Linked DNA regions of Mus musculus: region 2 is linked to region 1. A link is a contact called in public ChIA-PET data. All regions are on one chromosome and are shown on one strand. Each heading gives the region's core, a stretch centred on a gene start, on an enhancer-like site or on the middle of the called end of the contact. The rest is flanking DNA. Distances are from core to core; before and after follow the strand shown.

Evidence for each region. ChIA-PET counts read pairs in DNA pulled down with a chosen protein or histone mark.
Region 2: a contact with region 1 is called in an RNA polymerase II ChIA-PET map of effector CD8 T cells, with 8 read pairs. The contact joins the promoter of Eif2ak2 here to the enhancer-like site in region 1. A contact is called at or near these places in 3 of 39 promoter capture datasets (the 3T3-L1 cell line, pre-B cells and stem cell-derived epiblast-like cells), 5 of 484 Hi-C or Micro-C datasets (the Ba/F3 cell line, the HL-1 cell line, granulocyte-monocyte progenitors and 2 more) and 2 of 115 datasets of contacts at active chromatin or transcription factors (effector CD8 T cells and memory CD8 T cells).

The regions. Positions count from the first base shown.
Region 1 is chr17:79,091,349-79,096,257 of GRCm38.p6, forward strand. No RefSeq gene overlaps it. Among named protein-coding and RNA genes, the nearest start is that of Qpct, 42 kb to the left of the region's middle. Within about 2 kb of position 2,138, at least 29 of the 459 cell types and tissues checked have an H3K27ac peak or open chromatin away from gene starts, as enhancers often do. A contact at or near this core is called in effector CD8 T cells, memory CD8 T cells, myocytes and 1 more, where this site is marked.
Region 2 is chr17:78,880,346-78,885,254 of GRCm38.p6, forward strand. Eif2ak2 (eukaryotic translation initiation factor 2-alpha kinase 2) reads right to left here and starts at 2,227. Exons shown (of 16, transcript NM_011163.4): 1 at 2,055-2,227. Gm26637 reads left to right here and starts at 1,539. Exons shown (of 2, transcript XR_876974.2): 1 at 1,539-1,736. It overlaps Sult6b1 (sulfotransferase family, cytosolic, 6B, member 1), which reads right to left. Exons shown (of 7, transcript NM_001163625.2): 7 at 4,542-4,871. The coding sequence ends at 4,741.

The DNA of each region.
Region 1 (4,909 bases), core at 888-3,387:
ACTGGGCAATCCAGCCCCACTTAACCTTCTTGTTGTTGTTGTTGAGACATAGTTTCATTTGGCCTTGAACTCACTGTGTAGGTGAGACCTTGGACTTTTGGCTATCCTATTTCCACCTGATATTACAGGCGGAGGTTATAGACACACTCCCTTGCAGGTAATTACTAAGGCGCTGGGGATGGAACATCAAGGCTTCTGGTACGTTAGGCAAGTACTCTGTCAGCTGAGCTACCTCCCTATCGGGAACAAATATTTACTGAGTGATGATTCTGTGCGACAGAAAATGCTAGATGTACTTCACATGTGTTCACCAACGCAATCCTCATGTCACCTCAAGAGATAGGTGGTATCATTACCGTTATTTTATGGTGCATAGAATAGTTAAGTATATTCTTCAAAATCATGGAACCAGTATATGGCCACAGTGGAATATGAACCCAGACGTTTAGAATCTGACCTTAAAGCTCACACACATTCTGTGGTCTAGAACTTTCCACAATATTGTTCATGTTAGATAAAGTGACAGCTGCATGTTGAACATTTCACAGGGCATTCTCTCAGCCTGGGTCACATTTCCCAAACCCTTTGTGGCTAAGACTCACTTCACAGTGTTAGCCATCAAAGGCATGTCATCTCTGCAGATTTATTTCCCTGCCACACCTAAGGCTATTTTTGCATCAGCCTGAGCACAAACTGATATCAACTCTAGTGGCTCCAGGACTGGGAAATCTAAGCCACAAAGCAGGATTAAAGGAAGCAGAGTTTTCCAGATTAATTTTTTAAAAAAGAAATATGACAGAAAAATAGTTAAAAGGAGTTTGTGGAAGATAACATTTTTTTTTAACATCAGAAAATAAATCGTTGCGTTGATGGTTCGTGGTTTAAGCAATAACAGGCAGCAGGAAAATAAGTCTCACCAGGAATCTGAATGATAGCTGGCATTGCTGTGTGCAGAATTATAAACTGAAGTGATTAAGCTCCTTTTAAGGCAGAGTGAAATTAATAGGAGATCTACTATAATCTGTTGAGTTGGCATTCATGGAATTATTTTAGAGGGGGTTGGAGGATATGTTGAAATGGGATACGGGAGAGCAAACACTTAAGCAGCTTAACGCAGCGAAGGCTTGCTTCCTTGCTTTGAACTGTTTTACTTCACCAAGAGTCTATGTGAATCTAAGAGGAGCAATCATGAGGTCATAAAGAGAGACACTTGGGGCAGGGATATGTTTTGTGTCATCCATGCCAGTCAGAAACGTTACTTTTTGAGAAACACAGCTGTCACGGAAGTGCTACATACACACTATCCTGGGTTTGGAATTTTAAAATGTGCATTTCGGAACATTTTACAACCCTTAGCGGAACAATTTGTATGTTTTGCCTACGAGTGTTATATATATGGCTATTTTTCTGCTTCAAGAGAAGTGAGTTCAAAGGAAAATATCCATAAAAGTGTATTCATAACTTTGGTATCTAAAAAAAAAAAAACCACGAGCCTGTTATTGTAGCTTGAGGGCTGTTGCTGGTGGAGAAAAGACAGATCCTTACAGTGGAGAAATGTTTTAGACAGAAACCAGTTGCCAGAAGAACAAAGCAGACCATGTTTGCAGCCTGGGCTCCAGCTCCTTAAACAGTGTATTTTGTGAAGCTTCTTTCAGGCATCAAAGAAACGCATTGATCACGGTGCTCCAGCAGAAATCATGTGAAAAGCTGATCATTTGCCCCACCAAACCAACTGGAAATTCATTTACTTAAAGGGGCTATGGACAGGGTTCTTGATTCTTTCATCCTTTAATATGAGAATTGGTTATATTCTGCTCTGATGAAGAGAACATCTGAGTCCCTTTGGACGATCTAAACCTGGGGAATGAAGGTACAGAGATCACGGGAATCAAGGGAAAATGAGGGAAACCATTCAGTAACTTAAAGCCAAGGTGATGTGGGCTGTTACATGCATTTTCTATCCACAAAGGCATGGGTATTCTTCACACTCAGGCTGCCTGTCTATGTGAGGTTTCAAAGATGAAGGTAAGAAAATTGAGGTTTCTCTCAGTTTCGGGGTTACTGTCTATATAGCCTGAAACTCTAAGAGTAGTTTTGAAGTGGTTTAACTTATTTCCGTCTTAAGCTTTACTGCTCTGACACCCACGGTTTATCTTTCAGCCTTCAGAAAGTAAAATGATTGTTCTGCTGCATGAAGCAGAAGCCATGGTATAAAGTCACTGTCACAGGGAGGAGAGATGTTGGTTAGCTAATTGTGTAGAAGGGTGGTAGCAGATACTCCTCAAATCCTCTTACCCATGAAAACTTGCTCTAGAATTCTGGCAATACATCTAACAGCAATAATTTGTGACAGTTTTGAAACAGGCTGGATGAAAGGACTGCCTGTCGTGGCTGAATCCCTCAGCCTCAATTTGGTTGGCATGCTCACGCAATGTGAAGTCACTGGATTGTGCTCATATTTCAAAGGCAACACATGGAACATGGCCCAACTTCCTGATATATACAAATTTGCCAGTGGAGAGTTTAGACTATTTGAGAATCAATATTAAGATCACATACTTGCCAAGAAGAGAAAGCAAAGTAGCTTAAAGCAAAACCTAGCCCCTTCCCCCCCCAAAAAAACCTCAACGTTACAAACACTATGCAAGTAGCAAAAGTAAAATTTAAAACTGATAAAATATGAACAACATCACTTATAAGTAACCCAGGAAATGCTTCTGCCTCTCACCCACTTAACACTGCTGGCACAAAAGGTCCTTGGCACGCATGGATTTAATAGTTGTGGGTTTGGCTAAGCAAGACTGACATGTTGTGATTTATGTTACTGGACCAATCGATGTAGAGATGGCGACTGAGGGAGCTGACTCCCAGCCATCGATTTTACTGCTGTTCCTATGATGCCTGCAGGAGCATTTGGGCTCCTTTCCTTGTTAAAAATCTATCTCACATCTATCTCCCAAACTAGATGATCTTGCTAGAGACAAGAAGTGTAGAACAATGATAGATGCATGCATTAGGTATGTAACTCATCTTCATCTTCTACTGATAGAAGGACTAATGGTATTAAACTCACCGAGAAGAATCTCAGTTTTATTTCTTTTTAGTGAGACTAATTATATAAAACAAAGGTAGTTAAGCATCTAACGAACTCTTTTAAGGATGCTAATGAAAGCAACTTGTTGTCATCCTTTTTGATAGGCTTACTTATGATGTTGTTGTTATTATTCTCCTTTTCTAAATACATAGAAATTAGAGCATTCTCTGTCAATGCTATGATTGAATTTTAAGGACTTGAATTTATCGATATATGACAGAGCTACTTTTAGGTTGGTTATAAAAGCATCAGAAAAAGCTTCCAGAGTGTTTTCATCTTGAGAAAGAAGCACTTGGGTAGGGAATCTCTCTCTCTCTCTCTCTCTCTCTCTCTCTCTCTCTCTCTCTCCCTCTCTCTCTCTTTCTCTCTCTCTCTCCCCCCCTCTCTCTTCCTTTTCTTTCTCCCTCTCTTCCTCTCCCCCCTTTCTGTATGTGTTGGAACATGAAGGTATTTGACTATATAGGACAATTTGCACAAGAAGGAATTTTTCTATCTCTATGCATCATCTCATGACATCATCAATAAGGAAAGTTGACTAGTTTTCAACATTCTAATTTTAGAGGTTTAAAAATGTAGGACTCTGAAGAGTGTACCCAGAAAGGTGAACTTCCCTGCCACCAGAAGTCAACAGTGATGGAGGAGACATTGTCCAGACACCATTTCTAGTCTGGTAGACTAGAAAGCTGAAGACTGAGGTCAGTCAGCTCAGGAGGGAAAGATTTGTTGACTATGAGAGTTTTAGTCCAGAAGTTCTGTTCAAATTCCTAGTTCATTCAGTATTTTGTCTCTTAACTTCAAAAACACCTATTTTGATAGCATCCCTCAGATGTTCATAAATATTATCAAGCTGATGTAGAGTAACCTGGGTCATCCATCAAGGTCATTGTCAGACCATGGCAGGGGCAGAGCTGAGTTGATATCATTAGTCAGGGATTGAATCTGACTTTGTCGAAGCTGAAAACTGGCCTTAGAGATCATCAACACCACAATTTTTGACTTCAGCTTTTGGATTTTTTTATTCTACATTCTTACCTTTCCTTCAGCAGTGCAGTGTGCTCCAAATTGGACTTAACCAAGACTGAAGAAGGCTCTGGTTTCTCCAGCCGCTGCCCAAAGGTGACACAGCTTGGACATACAGACCTTTAATAAAACACTTAAATAGATGAGCTATATGAAGATACCAAGGCTTAGCTGCTGACCTCCCTCCAACTGTCTGCTCCGAGGAGCAGCATTTCCAGAAGAGACAGATATGGAGACCCTGGTGCAAAGCTGGACACCTTGGAAACACCCCTTGCATTTTCTTTCCTCTCTTTCCTCCTCGGCTTCCTACTCCTTTCACTTTTACTTCCCTGAAACTGCACCTTCTCTTTTAAGCATTAGCCTTAAGTTTTCTTCTTACACTTTGGTTTCTAAGGAAACCAAACCTGCTAGGCAGTTCCTCTTTTTAAAAACTAAAGTATAATTACATTATTTTCCTATTCCTCCTCTAATCCCTCCCAGGTTCTCCTCTACTCATTTTCAGATTGATGGCCTTTTCTTTGATTTTATCTCTCTGTGTCCTGTCTGTCTATCTATCTATCTATCTATCTATCTATCTATCTATCTATCTATCTATCTATCTATCTATCTATACATACATACATATATATGTCTCTCTCTCTCTCTCTCTCTCTGTCAATGCATACAACCTGATGAGTCCATCTTTGTTGCTTGTGTGTCTATAATTTTGGAGCTGACCACCTTGTACTGGATAACAAATTAGGGGCCTCATCCCTGGGAGAGGCTAACTCTTGCTCTGTCAGCAGTTACTAGTAG
Region 2 (4,909 bases), core at 977-3,476, 210 kb before region 1:
ATCCAGAGACCCAGTCCTCAAGTCTCTTCCTGCTCTGTACTTAGCGTCTCTCCTGATGATCACCTCCAGGCTGTGACCTTACATTCTACCTACAGAGTGATGGTTTTCACCAGGGTTGGCAAGATGGATCAGCAGGTGAAGCAGCCTGCTGCAAAGACTGACCATCTGAGTTCAATCCCTGGGACCTACGTAGTTGTCCTGTGACCTAGACGGGCTCCCTGAAGCACATGTGAACACACATACATACACACACGCTCACATACAAATAATAGAAAAACATAAAACTAAATAAGTAAATGTACAGCTGGAAAGATGACCCAGCAGTTAACGGCACCGCTGCGCTTCCAGAGAATCCAAGTGTGGTTCTCAGCATGGCAGGCAGCTCAAACCTCTTTGTAATTCTAGCTTCTGGGGATCCGGCACCTTCCCTGGCCTCCAAGGGAATTGCATTCCTATGCACACACTCATACACAGATACATAATTAAAAATAAAAAGTAAATAAATTATTTTTTAGAAAGATTTATTTACTTTTTATGAATGTGAGTACAGTGTCTGTTACTCTCTTCAGACACACCACAAGAGGGCATCCGTCCCATTACAGATGGTTGGGACCCACCATGTGGTTGCTGGGAACTGGACTCAGATCTTCTGGAAGAGTGGTCAGCGCTCTTAACCGCTGAGCCATCTCTTCAGCCCCCAATAAATTCTTTTTAAAAATCAATATAACAGTTGTAACTGAAAAAGGAATGAAGGTACCAGAACTATAATAAGGGCTTGGTACAAATGAATGAATAAGTCCACTGGGGAATGAATGGCTAGGTACGGTCCAATCCATGCTCCCAGGAGTTGGAACCCTTTGTCTAGGGAGCAATTTTATTCACCTCTCAGGATGGGCTGGCCTTCTGTGATGCTGCAGGGGCAACTAGAATCACTCCACCTCACCACTGTATTGACAGGTGGGATTCCTATAAAGGAATCAGGATGCTTACCAGGAAGCTGCTCTCAGCTCTCAGTCGCTCACCCAAAGAGCAGCCCATCACATGCACCAACAAATGCCACCTGCTTGTCTCACCTATATCCTGAAGACCCTGATCTTTCTCCTTCCTGAAGACTGTAGGACCCCAGAAGGCTGAGCCCCTCCAGTCGCTGCTTCCCATACAACATGCATTCAGCTAGTATATGATATATAAAGGAGCAAGCTGCACACAGTGTTTGGGTCCCTCCAGGGCCGCAGGGCAAGCTGAAAAACAAGCACACACTCTGCCCTGAGAGTGTCTTTAACTCCAGGGGGCAAGGCACGGTTAGTACTAAAGGTGCAACAGGGAATCCCGTTTCTCTAGAATTCAAGGTTATTTATGAATTACCATCCACTTAACATACATGGAACGAGCACCTGTCAGGGATCAGGTGCTAGGCTTATACAAGCCAATGAAAACTGCTCTTGGGATCTTACTGGTAGAAGGAAAAAGACTAATTCTAGTACTAAGTACTAGTTGGAAGATTGAGAAAAATATGGGGCAGGGGACGGGGGGCGCTGGCTATGAGGGCAGAGTGGAGTTTCTAGCTTAGGGAAGGTAATTCATATCATTGGCTCTGTGAAAAGGACTGGATAGACAGATCTGCCCAGGAAGTCACTTGGGGGTGGGGTGAGGTGGAAAGGGCTTTCCAGGAAGTAGAAACAGGCAGCATGAAGGCAGGAGTTGGAGGGTATTTGGCTGTGGCCCAGAACCACCAAGTAAGTCTGAAAGTGGTGGGCACTGGGCGGGGGAGTTGGGAGAAGAAGGGGGAAGGGGAGGGGGAGGCGCGGGGGGGGGGGTTGCCTGACCATAGCGGCTGGTGGAGGATGGAGCAGGACCCGCTTGTCACAAAGGACAGCTAATTGGAATGCCATGACTGTGCAGCACAAAGTCTTGGCGCAGAATTCAGTCTCTGGGTCATTCAGGCTTCTAGAGTTCCCTCCAGAGTTTTAAGTCATTGGGCTTGTCATTTTCCTTCTGGGTCCCTTTTCCTGCAACCGCTATCCAGGAGTGGGAAAATAGCCCTCAGGTCTTACCAAAGTTTCTGGATCCGGACAGTGGCTCGCTCCCTGGAGCAGGATTCGAATTGTACTTCAGGTGCAGGCTCTGAAATCTATTCGCCCTCCGTTCCCTGCCGCTGCTGCTGCCCATGGAAGTCCGGGCCTGGCCGGTTCTCTTCTGTTTCGTTTTCCCGGCGGACTCCGCCTTCCCACACTGCTCTGGGCCCCTCCCGCACCGGCTCGCACCCGCGAGAAGTCAGGTAGGCGTGTCGCCTCTGTACCCCAGCGCGGGAGCCAAGGTCCGGGCCCGCCTCCCCTCTCCTGTGCAACTGCAGTAACTGCCAGCTTCTCCAGGTTTCGGACACTTCCTGGCTTCCATTCTGGGAAAGCTCTGCAGGAAGAAGAAGGAGAAACCCAAGCCTCCTGCTCCTGGATCAATGATCACAATCTACTTTTCAAAACAAACTTTGAGGAAGCAACTGGGCACATGGATGCTACCGAATTCCGATGTGCAGTGGGAGATACTGAGTAACTCGCCTCTCAGAGGGTCCAGCCAAGCTATGTCTGTGACAATTGAAGTCCAGGTTTGTAAACGTTAGTCTCCTTCCCCTTTCACACTGCCATGCCAAGGAGGACATAGCCATCTTGACAACATTGGCCAGAGGGTTGAAGAATTCTCTCTTAAATCTATTTGTCCAGCCCTCAGCAGTTACCTGCTAGCCCCTTGTTGCATATCACTCACCAGGCCAGGCCCCTGTTAAGATCCACCTGCTCCCAGAAAGGCCACAAGGAATGTTTTATCACAAGGCCAACACCAGCAGTCCCTGCTTAATAAGGAACCTTGCCTGAGCTGGAGAGATGGCTCAGCAGGTAAAAGCACTGACTGCTCTTCCAGAGGTCCTGAGTTCAATTCCCAGCAACCACATGGTGGCTCACAACCATCTGTAATGGGATCCGATGCCCTCTTCTGGTGTGTCTGAAGACAGCTATAGTGAACTCGTATACGGGTTAAAACAAAATTAAAAAAAAAAAAAGAAAAGAAAAGCAATCCTACCTTCCTGTAAGACTGTAACACACTCCCATAATGGAACTTGCTGGCCCAGGACTTGAGGGTTTAGCTTGTGGCACACTGCCCAGTGACACATCTTCATGCCTGCACTCTGAGCTGAGCACCATCCCTATGAGGAGAACTCAGGAGCTAGAATTAGAACCGGGAAATTGTACTCCCAACATGGCAACTGGTGAGAGATGGAAAAGTCCCAAGACAGAGCCCCCAATTTCACAGTCAACATTGCTGTGCCCACTCCTTTCTTCTTCCTTTCCTGTAAGGTAGGAGAACAACAGCCTAACTTTTCTTGTAGCGTGGATCCTGGGTGTAATTTGAGGTCTCTAATGTGAAAAGCCCGTGACCAGATCAGCCTCGATAAACTCCCGCTCCCTACTATAGCACCTTAAATGAACACCCGACTACCTAGGGAGAAGCTGACAGCGAGATCTCTGCAGACATTTCTCTACTGAACATTCACAATGGATGCCATTCTGCTCACTCTACCTATTCCATTCTAGGTGGTTTACTCTTGGCATTTCCAAAGACCCATGATCACCATAATTTCTTCGGGGTCTTGGAACATCTAGCTGAAGTGTTAGCCACTGAAAGGGGTGCCTCTGGATCTTTCTGGAGGCGAATGGTTAGGGAGCAAGTGTGCAAGTGATGTACACCCAATCTTATCAACTCCCAATATTCTCCACGAGTTGGTGAGTGTTTTGTTTTGAGATTGGCATGTAGTATAGACTGGCTTCAAATTTGTCGTGAAGCTAAAAGTGACCGTGAACTTCCAGTTTTCCTGTGTTCACCTCCAAGATCCATACCACAATGCCTAGTCACTGTAGTGTTGGGGAAGAGACCATGGGAAGCAGACACTACCAGCTGAGCAAGCCAGCAGGTGTGTTCCTGTTGCTTTGCTTGATGGTTGGAGTCAAGGTCTGATTGAAGCCCTAAGTGATCTAGAACTTTTAAAGCTCGGCTGACTTCACACTTGTAGCAAGCCTCCTGCCTCTTCCTCCTAAGTGGTAGGATGACTGAGACGCTACAGATAGGTCAATCTTTCTAGAATGTTCTCTACATCCTCCTGTTAGTTTCACGTGACTGCTTATGACCCTGCAACAGAAAAATCTGTATGGTACAAAAACAGACAGCTTAGCTTTGCCTCAACGATGGTGTTAAGTAGAAGTATAATGTCATGTCTCTTGAGGGAAGCACCTCTAGAGGCCTGCATGCATGGAGTACCCAGAGTAGACGAAGAGGGATTTATCCTGAAGCAACTTGCAGTTTGTCAACCTTAAATCAGTGCAGAGTCAGGCTTGAATTTCACCCACCAGGAAGTCTGAGAAAACTACTACAAATACTTGGACCGATAGTGAGAAGTTTCCTACTGAGAAAAGCTTGAGAAAATGCAAATACAGCATTTGGAAGCCCATTTTGGTCTGTGTTTGACTCTAGAACAACACACTGACAGCAATGTTCCAATTCTTCAAAAGAAAGACAAACTTTAATTTGAGCTCAAATATGTCAGCTCTTACCACCATTCCTAGATCCACACTATTCATAATCATGTTACATGATTATTGTCACGCGACTGTTTGACTGCACTACTATCTAATTTTATAAATCCAGTTATTCTGAGGGAACAGAAGCTCTGTAAGCCAGCCAGCTTGGCCAGAGTTAAGCCAGGCAATATGCTTCATACTTCAGCTTGTCTCCGAGGGACGTGCCTGCCAAACACTCTTTGAATCTCTCATCCATTTCCTGGTTCTGGGTTTCGTTGAACAAACGTTTCCAATCACCAACCTCACCTACAACACAGAAAGCACAAAAGACTTAGATATAATGT